Linked DNA regions of Gossypium hirsutum: region 1 is linked to region 2. A link is a contact called in public Hi-C data. All regions are on one chromosome and are shown on one strand. Each heading gives the region's core, a stretch centred on a gene start, on an enhancer-like site or on the middle of the called end of the contact. The rest is flanking DNA. Distances are from core to core; before and after follow the strand shown.

Region 1 (6,538 bases), core at 1,344-3,843, 590 kb before region 2:
TATGTGTCACTATGTGTGCGTGCGTGCATCTAAAAGGCCTTCTTCGCTTACCTTTCGCTTTTGGAAGGAAAAGGTAAGGAAAAAGAATAAGTAAAATAAGTTAACTACTACCTACAACCGCAACATCAAGTACTGAATGAGCTAGACAATGAAGAGCCATCTTGATTTCATGATTAGAATAATTTGAATCAAAGTCATTGGATTACAAGTTGCAATTGAGTGCTAGAAATATTTCTCCTCACTGACTTGATTAAAATGCATCGAGGTACCTCAGGCAATCACCTTTCTTTACATTGAATTACAACAAGTTGGAATTGAGTGCTATTGCAATCACAGTTGCATGCATTTCTAATTACCAATTATATTACTATCTTCACGTGCAAGGATTATAATGAAAAAATAAAGATTTCCACAATTTTAATGTGGCACAAACCCAAATAGTTAAGGTGAATTAATGAGGCAAATGTTGTCCTACTTTTTCAGATACATAGAAAGGAATCCACTATTTTTATTTCATTGAACTTCAAAGCATAAACTAGTCAACCAATCACCTAGCAGAAGGGAGATCTAAATTGACATATTCCCTTGCGCCTGATAAAATGTAATTGAATCTATTCTAAATGCAAGGTAGACCATGGAGTGCTTAGAATTATCCACTTAATTTATGGCCACTAAGCATAAATAAAAAACATGAGCTTATTTTTATAATCAGCCACGAAAGATAAAGAATGCTTGCTAAGTGGTCAAACCAATACAAATCAACAACTAAATTATGCACATACTTGATTTTGATACATTGGTTGAGGTGGCAGCTGATTTGAGTGTGGTGGCTGTCCTTGTGGAAAAGAAGGTCCAAGGCCAGAAGGTGGTTTATTACTTGACTGGACAATTCAAAAATAAAAGGAATTATTGCAGAATATGTTACTAGGGAGAACCCAAGGCTTCCAAAATTCAACTTCTGACTTACATGGAATATAGGCTGTGAAAGATGCTGGGGAGCACCAGGATGCTGGAAACCAACATTAGGACCCATTTGGGGGGTATACTGATGATGTAAAGTTGGCAGTGTAGGTGGTCTAGCCTGTTGCGGCATTGGTGGCTGGAGAGGCATATGAGGAATTCCAGTTGTCTGCAAAGACTGCTGCAACTGGCCAGAGGCCATTGGCATGTGTGTTTGTTGATGATGATGGGGCTGTGAAGATGAGTGAAGAGGAACTGGAGGTACATTTGGCAGTTGAGATGATTGTGGAAGGGACATCGGAGGATTCAGATGCCCCTTCATCTGCTGTGGTGTCTGAAGGGAATGTGACAGCGTGCGTTGGGACTGAATGCTGGCTGGAGGAACAGCAGCAGCTGAGATATGTGCCCCAGCTTGGTTTTGGTGCTGTTTCCTTAAAGGAGGTTGGGTCTGAGATGGAGCCACTTGGTCCTGCAACCCGGGTTGACTTGGCAATGATTTTGCTGGCTGGATGTTTGGCATTGGAGGAGGTTGTGCTGATTGCTGACACTGAGATTGCTGCGATGTAGGTGGCTGAATGGTAGGAATCTAAACACAAACAAAGTTTCAAAACACAGGCACAGTCCCCAACATAAAAATTTCAAGACAACTTCACATAAGTAAAAAAAACATACCACTTGAGGGGCTTAACCATTCCAACCATAATCTGAGCCTGGAGTAAAAAAAAAAAAAAAAAAAAAGAAAGAAAAAAAGACCTGTTCAGGCATGGAAGCTCCAAAAGATTTTCAACAGTACACCATCTAAAAACATGAATTTAAAAGCAAAAGGAGGGCTATTACAGCATTACAACTAATCCACCAAGAAAGATAAAGAACTACAGGCATCCCTTAAATACAAAAGCAACTTCAGAAACCTAATTGACCATACAAAGGTTCTTGAATACAACCGTATTCAGTGCCAAGTTGCTCGGGTTCTTAGTGACTAGCTACTCTAAACAACTATACCAAAATTTCATGCAATTCTCACAGTTATAGCAACGGACAATTCATTCGAACCAACATATAATCGCAACGTGTAATTATTATCGGTATCAGAATAAAAACTTTTCAAAGAATGGAGAATAAATCGGAAAGGGAAACGAAGAGAGCTTTAAAGAAAACTGAAAAAGAAAATAGAGAAGAAAAGAAAAACCTGGAATAGGGCTTTAGTCAAGAGAGGGTTTTGAATAAGGATCTCTTTCGCTTGTTGCTGGTTTTGTTCTATAAGCGTCTGCATATAGACAAAAAACGATCAACTAAAAACTAGTAATTAAATTACCAATTATATTTGATGGCGAAGGAACTGGCGTTTGGAACAAAGGAAAAAGAAATGAAATAGAAAATTGAAAGTGAGAGTGAGAGTGCCTTCATCTGGGACATGATCTCGTAAAGTTGATTCTTCGACATTCCAGCGAAGCTGGCTGGCAAGCCCTCGCCGCCGATCTGCTTTCCCGCCATTATCTATGTCGAGATTGAAGTGCAGTTTCAGGCTATTGTTGTGTTGGGGCTTTTATAGCAAAGCTGTTTTGAAAGGCCTGAGCCCGGCAACTGCATTTGGGCATTTTTATAAGAGCGCTATTAGGGATCCAACTCCATTCCTCGCACGTTTTCTTTTCATCCGTTAATATATATTTCGGTGGAGTTGTGCCGTAGGCTTGAAAATAAAATTACCCAATTAACCTCTTGTAAGTTAATATTAAACTAAATATTAAAATTGGGGGGGGGGGGAGAATAGTTAGATATTAAAATTTTGGGTAAACTATTAAAATAATTATTTTTATTTACCTCATGTTATATTTTAGTCATTTATTTTTAAAATGTTACATTTTAGTCACTTACGTTAACGTGTTGTAACATTTTAATCACTAAGTCATTAATTGTTGTTAACGGTGTAACTGTAAGCTGACTTGGCACGTTAAGTCATCATTTCAAACAAAAATTTTAGATTAAATTATACAATTAATCCCCATATTTTTTTGTTTTGAGCAATTTAATTTTTTTTCTTTTATGTTTTTTTAACTTTCCTTTTTTTCTTTATTTTTCATTTTCTTTTGCTCCTACCTATGTTTTCCTCCCTTCTCCATCTCTTTTAACGTATTTTTTTTATATTTTCTATTTGTTAAAACTTTTTTATGTTTATGAAAAAAAAGGCGAAAGCTAAAACGAAAATAAAACTTACATCGCATATTCTCACCCCACAATTACAAACCTTCATCATCCATCATCACTTTAACAAACCAATTTGGATCTCTCAATGGCCTAGTCCACAAGCTCACCTCACTCAAAGACCTCGCTAGTCGTGACTTATAGCAGTCCACCCTCAACAAAGTTTCTCGAGCTCATTCCCTTAACCTCCTGACCAACCCCCACAACCACCATATCTATCTTACCTACAACATTCTTGTCCTCTTGAAACTACATTGCTTCACGGATTCTTCAAACGAGCTCTACACTCTCAATAACTAAAACGACCACGGTATGAATCTTACCCTCAAATTTACCCAAACCAATTTGGTTTCATGCTCACTTTCTCTCTTCGCTTCATCCATGCTCGGCTTCCTATCAAATTTGCTTAGGAATATCCAAGAAGTTTTAGATCAATTTTATTATTTGCTTAATTTTATTCATCAAAAAAGAAAAGGAAATGGATAATCTACATGATTCTGTAAAATTTTAGAAACAGAAAAAATTTGTTTTGAATATAAAGAATTAAATTTAAGTTTAGATTTGATTAAGGATATGGTTATTTATATTGATTAGTTAGATCCAATTTTAGTTTCAAAATTAGGTTATTCTAATCGAGATTTGATTAAGAATGATTGATATTCGGTTTTGAGTGAAATGCAATTTAGGAATCATGTGAAAGAAACAAAAACTTGGTTTATTTGGTGGGTAAAGATTATGTTTCTGCATTGAAGAATATGAGAAGAGAGAAAAATAAATGGGAAGAATAAAAGAAAAAAGAAAAAAGAATTAAATTATTCAAAAAATAAAATATAGAGACTAGTTTAACAAATGAAAAATATAGAAAAACTACGTTAAAATAAATGGAAAAGGGAGGAAAACAGAGAGAGGAAGAGAAGAGAATGGAAAAAAGATAAGAAAAGGAAAGTTCAATGAATATAAAAGAAAAATATTAAATTGCTCAAAATAAAAAATATATATATAGAGAGACCAATTGTATAATTTAACCTAAAATTTTCGTCTGAAATGGTGCTTTAACATGTCATGTTAGTTTATCGTTATACCGTTAATGAAAATTAACGCTTAGTGACTAAAATGTTACAACATGATAACGTAAGTGGATAAAACGTAACATTTCAAATATAAGTGACTAAGATGTAACATGAGGCAAATAAAAGTGACTATTTTAGTAGTTTACCCTAAAAATTTTAATAGATATCTAGAGCTTACCAAAATTTTTTAGCGGTATGGTCAGATATTTTTGTATATTAAAATTTGTAATAAATATAAAAGTTTATAACAAAGTACTAATATTTTTGATGAAAATTTTTAGATATTTTGGTGCAATAAAAATTTTCTTTTTTCGCCCATATATGGGGACTGATAGTATACCAAAATTTCTAGGCATAATGAATTATTTAGCCCTTGAACTATAAAAAAAAGGTTACCTCTTTTTTTCACTTCATGTAGCCCTCAAATTTTTTATTTTTCTTTTAATGCTCAAAATTGGATGGAAAAATTAATAGGTGTTAACTTTGTTGACGTAGTTACTTTTTTTTCAAAATTAATTAAATTATTTTAAAAATTGATTAAAAACTCTAAAAATTTTAAAAATATAGAAAATTATTAAAGTTATTTAAAATTTTCAAAAAATATAAAAACTATTTAAAAGTTATAGAAAATTGTAAAAGGAAAAAAGCAAGTTTTAGAATTAAAACTTAAACCAATGATTTTTGTAATAAAAGAAAATTTTGAATTAGATTGTACTACTTTGAAATTCGATAGTGTTTTTCATAGTAATCCAAGAGATTGGTTTACTTTTGGACATGTTCCGTTTTCCTTTCTTTTTTTCTTTGGACACATTCTAACATGATGCTAGTGTCACGGTACTAGAACTTTAGTCTCGTAAATCGCATAGCCTTAAGCAATTTCTGTACTCTAAATTTGCCTAAATCAACCTAACTCTCACAAAAGTAAGAATTCTCACAGAAATTCTCTAAGGCACCAAAGTATAGCGGAAACAAACTCAAATGAAAGAGCAACTGTCACACCCCAAATCTAGCGGATTCAAGATTCAAGCGTGTAGTGGTGAAATAATATGATGGGGGAAGTGTAATCCACCTAATTGTTTCTTTTGGCGAATATGTGTGGACGTATAGTAATCGTTGTGTAAGTAAGTGAAGATTCCATTTCAGATTATTCTACTTTCAAAAGAGAAAGATTTTTACTTAGCAAAATGGTATTTATGGTATGAATTATAACCAAATGCATAGTACGCCCTATTTGTCTTGGTATTATGCTGGTTGGGTTATAAAGTGACCTGGTTAGGAACCAACTAGATTACTGGTTCAATATCTATTATGCAAGATTTTCATGTATGTTTCTCTCAAATTTGTAGACCATTAATAAGGAAAAGTTCTGAATTAAGTGACACTTGTTAAGTTCCACTAAGCAGGATTGAGTTATATATATGTATGAGAAGGGTTCATGAAAAAGGTTTTTCCTTCTTCAATACTACTATCTCATTCTTTTCTTAAATTTAAATGTGTCTCTTTCTCATTTAAATTGGAAGGTAAGGTTCTTGTTTTAATCAGTGGTCATTCTGTTTCTAGGTAAGTAAGTCTATAAGGGGTAAATGTACAATAAGTTGTAAGCACAAAGCTTTGCATTGGGGTTGTTAGTAATTGAGATGATAATAATTTGTATGTAAATGAGTTTTAATTTAGTAGTCCTATGTTCTTAAAGTAGTTTTTACTACTAATTTGAGAAGGATGTGTCAGTCTGGAGCTTTGAACTACAGTAAGTGAGTATCAAGTGAGTCTTTATCCTGAATTTTGCATGTGTACTGTTCAAATATAAGTATATCTGAATGCGATGATATCTCTAGTAATTGGTAAGTGTAAGAAGAATTATAAAAATGATATACGTGTTATTATGAAGTTTGCAAGGTTTTGTTTAATAGAATGTTGATGCTAAGTATGAAAGTTTGATACAAAAGGTATGAATCAACCAGGAACATGAACAAATTTGGGTAAGTGATTGCTGGGTAAATGTCCCTCTGTGATGCTTCTGGTAAGGCAATTATATTGCTAACCAGATTGGCAGGTCACGTTATGAAAATAAGTGTAAGACCATGAGGTTGAGACCCATGGCATCTGAAAATGATATGAAAAGACTCATGGTGTAGCCTTTAGTACAATGAAGATTGGACTGGTAGATCACGATACATGAAAGTTTGTAACTCCATGTGGCTAAGACTCATGGCAAGATATGAATGTATGAATATTCATGGTATAGCCTTTGATAATGTGTAGATCGAGCTGGCATATCACGATATGTAAGGCCCCGAAATTAGGTC
Region 2 (6,878 bases), core at 4,333-6,832:
TGCAACCTACCAAATATATAGTTAAAGAAAATGACCATAAAATTTTGCAAATTACTTAGATCTATATATGGACTTAAGCAAGCATTTTGCTCATTGAATCAAAGGTTTGATCAAACGATAAAAAATTTTGGATTTGAGCAAAACGTAGATGATCCTTGTGTTTATAAACATATTGAGATTGGAAAGGTGGTCTTTCTCATTCTATATGTTGATGACATTTTACTCATTAGAAATGATGTAGGGATAATATCATTGGTTACATGAAGGACTTGGGAGAAGCTAACTTTGTTCTAGGTATTCAAATCCTAAAGGATCTAAAGAACAAACTAATAGCTTTATCACAAGCATCATACATACACAATATGTTAGAATATGCAATTACCAATTCAAAGAAGGGAACTCAACCTTCTATATCAGAATTTCATCTTTCTTTGAAGGACTGTCATAAGACAATAGAAGAAAGAGAAAACATTTAAAAGATTCTTTATGCTTCTATAGTAGGAAATCTCATGTATGCCATATTATATGCATGTCTAGATATCTATTTTGTTGTAAGTTTAGTGAGTCGATATCAAGCAAATCCCGGTCCAAGACACTAGCAAGTAGTTAATCATATACTAAAGTATTTATGAAGAATTGGGGACTTTAAACTCGTGTATTCCGGAAGAGATCTTACTCCTATCGGCTATACTGATTTAGACTTCCAAACACGTTGGGATTTGAGAAAATCGACATTGGGCTGTGCCTTTGTCCTAAGCGAGGGGTTTGTAGTTTGAATAAAATTATTAGTACAAGTTCAAATATGAATTGTTTATAGACTAAAATTAAACTATCAATTAAACTAACTAATTTAATTTTCTTCCTTGTTGTTTTAGAAAATGTAAATGATAAAACAATGGTTGATTGATTCGTTAATCACAAATTGAGTTAATAAATCTATATCGATTATAATGAATGTCACTCTTAACTAGGAATCTTCTCTTGATCTCATCCTAAACTAAAAGATGCCACCTAGTTTCTCCTCTTGGTCTCACCTAAGGATATAGATCTTCTCTAGGTTTCACTATTCGACAAAATTATATCGAACTATCTAAGGATAAACTCTCCCCTCGGTTTCATTTATCTAGATTTTCCACTAGAGGCATCAATTATAGAGTATTAAGCATTTTGATATAGTCGAACAATCAATTAATCAAACATAAACATAAACTTAAACTAGCAAATAACTGATCAACCAACCATAAACAAATTTAGCCCATAATCAAGCTTAAATTCCAAACAAGCATTTTATCAAACATATGAGAGGTATAAATACAGGTGAAAGGTTTAAGAAAATGCTCATTCAATTTATTGGAATTTATGAAGCCCAAGAGTTTGATCCTTTCCCTTTTACACAGTATTCAACAAGAAGAAAAATATAAAACAACAAAAAGAATATCTACTCTAAAAAGAAAAGAGAAAATCTAATTTAAAAAAGAAAAAGAAAAGAAAAGAAAAGGAAACCAAAGGACAGTTGTTCAACCATAAAAAACTGAAATCAAAGGCTTATAAAGTTGTATTTGTAGCCTACAAGCATTTAACCTAAATTGACCATTATACCCTTAAATGAAAAAAATAGACTTAAGCTTGTTAAAGATAAAATTGTCCTTATGGTTTTTCACATGTCATGTAGTGGTATAACGATACCCATAGCAGTCTTGAAATTGGGGGGATTTGAGTGTCTTGGTATCGCTATACCAATGTATATGGCCTCAATTTTCCTCATTTCAACACTGTTAAGGGTATTCCGACTTCCGTGCTTCGACATCACAATACCTACCTTCTAAGTGATATTTTCTTTATATTCGAGCCAACATCAACTCCCTACAACACTCAATCAAAATTTTAGGTTTCCCACGGCACTGTTTGGCCAATTTGAGTCTAAAAAAAGTGCAAAACAAAACAAAAAAATTATTAACAGTTGAAACTAAAATTGATAAAAAAATATAAAAATACTTAAATTGCTCACGAATAAGCTCTTCAAGTGTATTGGAGAGCCTAAGTTGGCTATCAAATTATGATAAATTAGTATAGTTAAGGTGTGCTTGAAAACTCATCCGAGATTCCCAATAGTAGGGCAACTTTGCAGGCTTTGGACAAATGAAGGAGAGAAAGCGCACCCAGCTAGACATATTCTTTACTGACATGTCAAGGAAAACACACCCAATTGGATGCATTTCTTCAAAAATATCATAAAAAATGTTTAGCTAGGTGCGCTTTCCCTGACAGGTCATCTGGGCACACTTTCTCTTCTCCACTTGTCCAAAACCTATGAAGATACCTTGTGCCTGAGAATCCTGGGTAAGTTTTCAAACATGCCTCGAACATACATTATTATTCGATGAAAACAGGCCTAAGACGATGCATTTTTAATGTATCCCTCCCTTTGTCCATTTTTTTCTATTAAACTACCCACCATTCCCACCGAAGTATTCAATACTCAAACACCAGCAAATTATGTTTGTTAAAGAGTTGCATTTCGAGTTTCATCTCCTATTTCTTTAAATAACCATCTAAAGATTATTTTTTTCTAAATATTTATTTCATTTTAAATTGAGAACCTAATTATTGTAGGGGAGGAGATAAGTTGATAAGTCAAATCTGTAATTTATTACAACGATCAAATTTGCAATATGGATGTCGGGGTTGTATTTGTAGGAGCCCAATCAACAGACTTGGCTTTCAATTATAGCATTAAATTTATGAGCTACGAACAAGAATGAGGAGGAAAATGGGGGGTTCAAGACAGAGAGGAATTTTGAGCTTGAAATGTAGATATTTGGCTTTACTAGACCCTTTTAAGTATGAGCTCTTTAACATGAAAGGCAAGATAAAGATCAAAGCAGTGTTGGATTCATATTGCTCAAGTGGAAATGTTATACTTTAGTTATATGTCAAATTTTTCGAGGTTGATAAAGTAGTATTTTCATCAATATACACTTGTAATTTTTCAATTAGATTGCTTAACAGAACAAATTCATTAATTAATATTAATATACTTTGTATTATTGTCCTTAAATGGTTTTTGCACACAAAGTAGAATGGAAGCAAATGTTGCTCATTGGTTGTCTAATGTTTAACTAGTATTTAGTGATATTACGTGGTTGAATCGTAATACAAAAAGACAACTAGTATTAGTAGACGAACCTAAACATGTCGTTAGTCAAATAAAAAATGAGCAAACCAATTGAAAGACTAATATGTCTTCTATCATGCCCAAAGGGGGAGATACCTTGTCTTTGGCATTGGAGCAAATGACTCCTAGAAGATGAAGACATAGATATGATTGATTGGACTGATAGTACATCATATAGGACCCAAGCAGAATAGATCCTGAATCTGTTTACGGATTTATTCACTTAAGACATTCATAGTGTACCATACCTAAATCCTGAGTGGATAGCGGACTATGTATGGGTGACTCGTACACTTTGATGTAAGTAAAAGCCTAAGTTCAAATAGATAAGGAACCCAAAACTGGTGTGTTGGGTGTACGACTTCTGTAGTATGTAGTGCCATTCACAGCAGCGGAATTCATAGCCCAAAACATGGTTAAATAATATCCTCTCATTGGTATTTCATGGTTGGTGAAAAGTAAACATGGCCATGAGTCATCTGTCTTTGTGATGGATGACTTGATCACTAATTGATAGTGATTGACTTTTCATGAAGGAAGATGTCATGGTTACCATAAGATAAAAAAGGATAATATTAGGAGTGGATATTATCCCAAAGAGATCAATGATATCTTATGAGGGTAACACACTAATGACAAGGTCATTGGACGAGCACTAAGTAGTTGTTGTCATAATGGTATGTCGTTGGGGAAAGCTCAGTCACGATACTATAGTGGAATGACTTCGTGACTAAATGAGTTTATAATTAATAGGCGAAAAGTCAAGACCTATTTCTAAATCATTTGAGCCTCAACTTCACATGTCTAATTGATCCCTCACTAGCTCATTGAAACCAAAAATGAATTGTATGTTTGAATAAAAATGAACAGAATGAATAGAAAAAGAGAAATGAGAAACATTTAAGAATGATTATGGTTTTCTCCAAAATGGAGAAATAGAATCATTTGGAAATGAATGTAGGTTTCCAAAAATGGAAATGGAAATGAAAATAGAAATTTGCAATCATATATCAGATTACTTAAATAATAGAAGAACGAGTTTATGTTTTTGGACTGTTTTGAAGCCTAAAAATGAAAATAAACCATTCGGTCATAATGAACAAGTTAAGTTGTGACATATTGAACGAAATTTCTCCAAATTTTATCTAGGGTAAAATTGTCAAAATTTTATTGGAGTAAAATTGGGATGAAAAAATTATTTAATATGTAAATATTAAAGTTTATTTTATGAAATAGAATAACTGAACTGGGTTAGATCACATTACAGAATACTGGGTCAAAAAGGCTCAAGAAGTGCTCGTAATTGGACCTGATGTGAAAGAGGCCCAAAACCCCTCATATAACATGAAGGAGGCAACAACCCCTTTAGAAATATAAGGGTGAGTCATTCACCCCTCTCCTACTCTTAGTAGAATGTTGTTTTTCTATTTAAAATAAACTTTATCATACAATATACTTTTCAAAATTATAAAAACTAAACCTTTATTCGTTAAACTAGCTTAAATATAGTATACCATAACATACAATCACTACTTTAATATCGACTACAACTTACCTATGCATCCCATGAAAATGCACACTAGTATTTTAGTATACTACTTATGTAAATTGAAAACAATAAAAATTAAAAACTAATTAAGAATTAAATTTATATATAATATATTAAAAATTTTAACTTATATGCTAATTGAGTTAAAACTCAATCAACAAATTATTATATATTAATTTTTATTATTTATGACATTTAATATTAAAATTTTAATCATATTATTTTTAACAAATTTAATTTTAAACAAAACTTAAATACAATAGATGAGACTCACGTCATTATTAAAGTCAACCTAATAGTGATATGAGAAGAATTAATTTAGAGCTAAAATTTACCTTAATTATTTCAATATTTTGCTTTATATATATATATTGTAGATATTAGATATATGTAGTATTTTTTCTTTACTCTCAAATTAAATAAAAAATCATTTTAGTTATATATATCTATATTATGTATAAAATGATTGATTGAGTTAGTACCACGAATTTAACTTGAAATTAACTCAATTGTAAAATTATTAGGGTAATTAAAATTATTATAAGAATAAATTTATCTTTTCACACTTCTTTATAGTTTTTAAATAAAATAATTAAAATATATTATTTGAGAATCGAATACAAAATTAATAAATTTATATAAAATTTATTGTCATTTCACCAATAATTATTTATTAAAATAATTTTATAATAATATAAAATATTTTCTTTCCTCCATGTCATGAACTTAGAAAACTTCTGAACAGTAAAGAGTTGGGTGGAAGAACTTATCATGTTTTAAGCCCAACATAAATAAAACAACTCCGCAAAAAATAATTATGTTTAAGCCCAACAAGAAAATCCCAAACCCCAAATACGAGACTTAAAATCCCCCGCAAATCTGGAGGAAGCACAGCGCAAAACAAGAGCATAGAGAGAGATGGGGAGAAAGAAGGGAGTGCTAGAGTTCGAAGAAACCGGGCCAGATGACTTCGACCCGGCCAACCCCTACCAAGACCCAGTTGCCATGCTGGAAATGAGGGAGCATATAGTTCGAGAGAAATGGATAGACATTGAGAAGGCGAAGATCTTACGAGACAAAGTCAGGTGGTGTTACCGCATCGAAGGAGTCAACCATCTCCAGAAGTGCCGCCACCTCGTTAGCCAGTACCTTGACGCCACCCGCGGCATTGGTTGGGGCAAGGATGGCCGCCATCCGTCCCTCCACGGTCCTAATCTTTTTTATTTTAAATATATGCTACTTTTATTTTCTTTATTTTATTTAAGCTCGATTGATTGTTAATTTTATTACTCGCTATTTTACTTCCTGAATAAATTTGAAAAAAAAAAGATGAATAATTTTCGCCTATTTAGCTCGTTTTCAATTGATTTTTTTTTTCGTTTACTACTTCCTTTTAATTTTAACAAGGTTTTAGGAAGTCAAAAGCAACGCTAGGGGTAAAAGTAACGAAACGATTGAATGTTAAACCATTATTTTATTTGTTTTGGAATGAGTCAACATTGTTGTTTGGGGGAGGGAATGTCTGAACTGTATTGATCATTGTGTTTAATGATTTCGGATATAGGTCCGAAGGTTGAGGAGGTTGAGTCAGAATGAGTGGCTGCATTCAGCTAAGGAAGGTAATCTGAGGCCCTAATTCGTTCTTTATATTATCTATTGAACCTTCTTTTTACCATTGTCTTGATCAAATTATTTCTTACTATATTGTTGTTTGTGAAACTGTTTGGCTGAATTATGGGATTTGTGTAAAGAAAAAGCCTAAACCTACTTAGCTGAATCGTGCGACAAGTATATGCAAAGGAATGATTTATGTGGTGGCAAAAGCCCTTAGGAAATAACCAAATTTAGATGTTTTCTTGTTTCTTAATCATCTTTGTGAGCGATGACTGTTCTGAATTCGGATCTACTTTGAGAAAAAGAGAACTGCAAACTGGCTTATTGAGACTCTTGTAATATTGACTATTAAGGGGCTATTCAGTGTGAGGCTACTACAACTACAGAGATGTTCATTCACTTAAACATGATAGCGTAGTTTTATTAATAAGTCATTTTGCTTTTGGTGGGATTGGGGATTTAAGGACTCCTGCAATGAGCTTATGTAATCAGTTAGGTGCAAACTGTAAGAATCTTTAATCATCTGGTAGTAGGACCAAT

What was found. A called contact is a pair of places that touch in the nucleus more often than the background predicts.
Region 1: a contact with region 2 is called in a Hi-C map of leaf, with 4 times the contacts expected there. The contact joins the promoter of LOC107933318 here to the promoter of LOC107915573 in region 2. A contact is called at or near these places in 7 of 34 Hi-C or Micro-C datasets (callus, leaf and petal).

Annotation. Positions count from the first base shown.
Region 1 is chrA08:57,864,892-57,871,429 of Gossypium_hirsutum_v2.1, reverse strand. LOC107933318 (cleavage stimulating factor 64) reads right to left here and starts at 2,593. Exons shown (of 7, transcript XM_041074700.1): 1 at 2,362-2,593; 2 at 2,150-2,227; 3 at 1,629-1,670; 4 at 968-1,546; 5 at 783-881. The coding sequence starts at 2,454.
Region 2 is chrA08:57,280,697-57,287,574 of Gossypium_hirsutum_v2.1, reverse strand. It overlaps LOC107915573 (NADH dehydrogenase [ubiquinone] 1 beta subcomplex subunit 10-B), which reads left to right and starts at 5,582. Exons shown (of 3, transcript XM_016844744.2): 1 at 5,582-5,931; 2 at 6,289-6,343. The coding sequence starts at 5,643. The coding sequence ends at 6,320.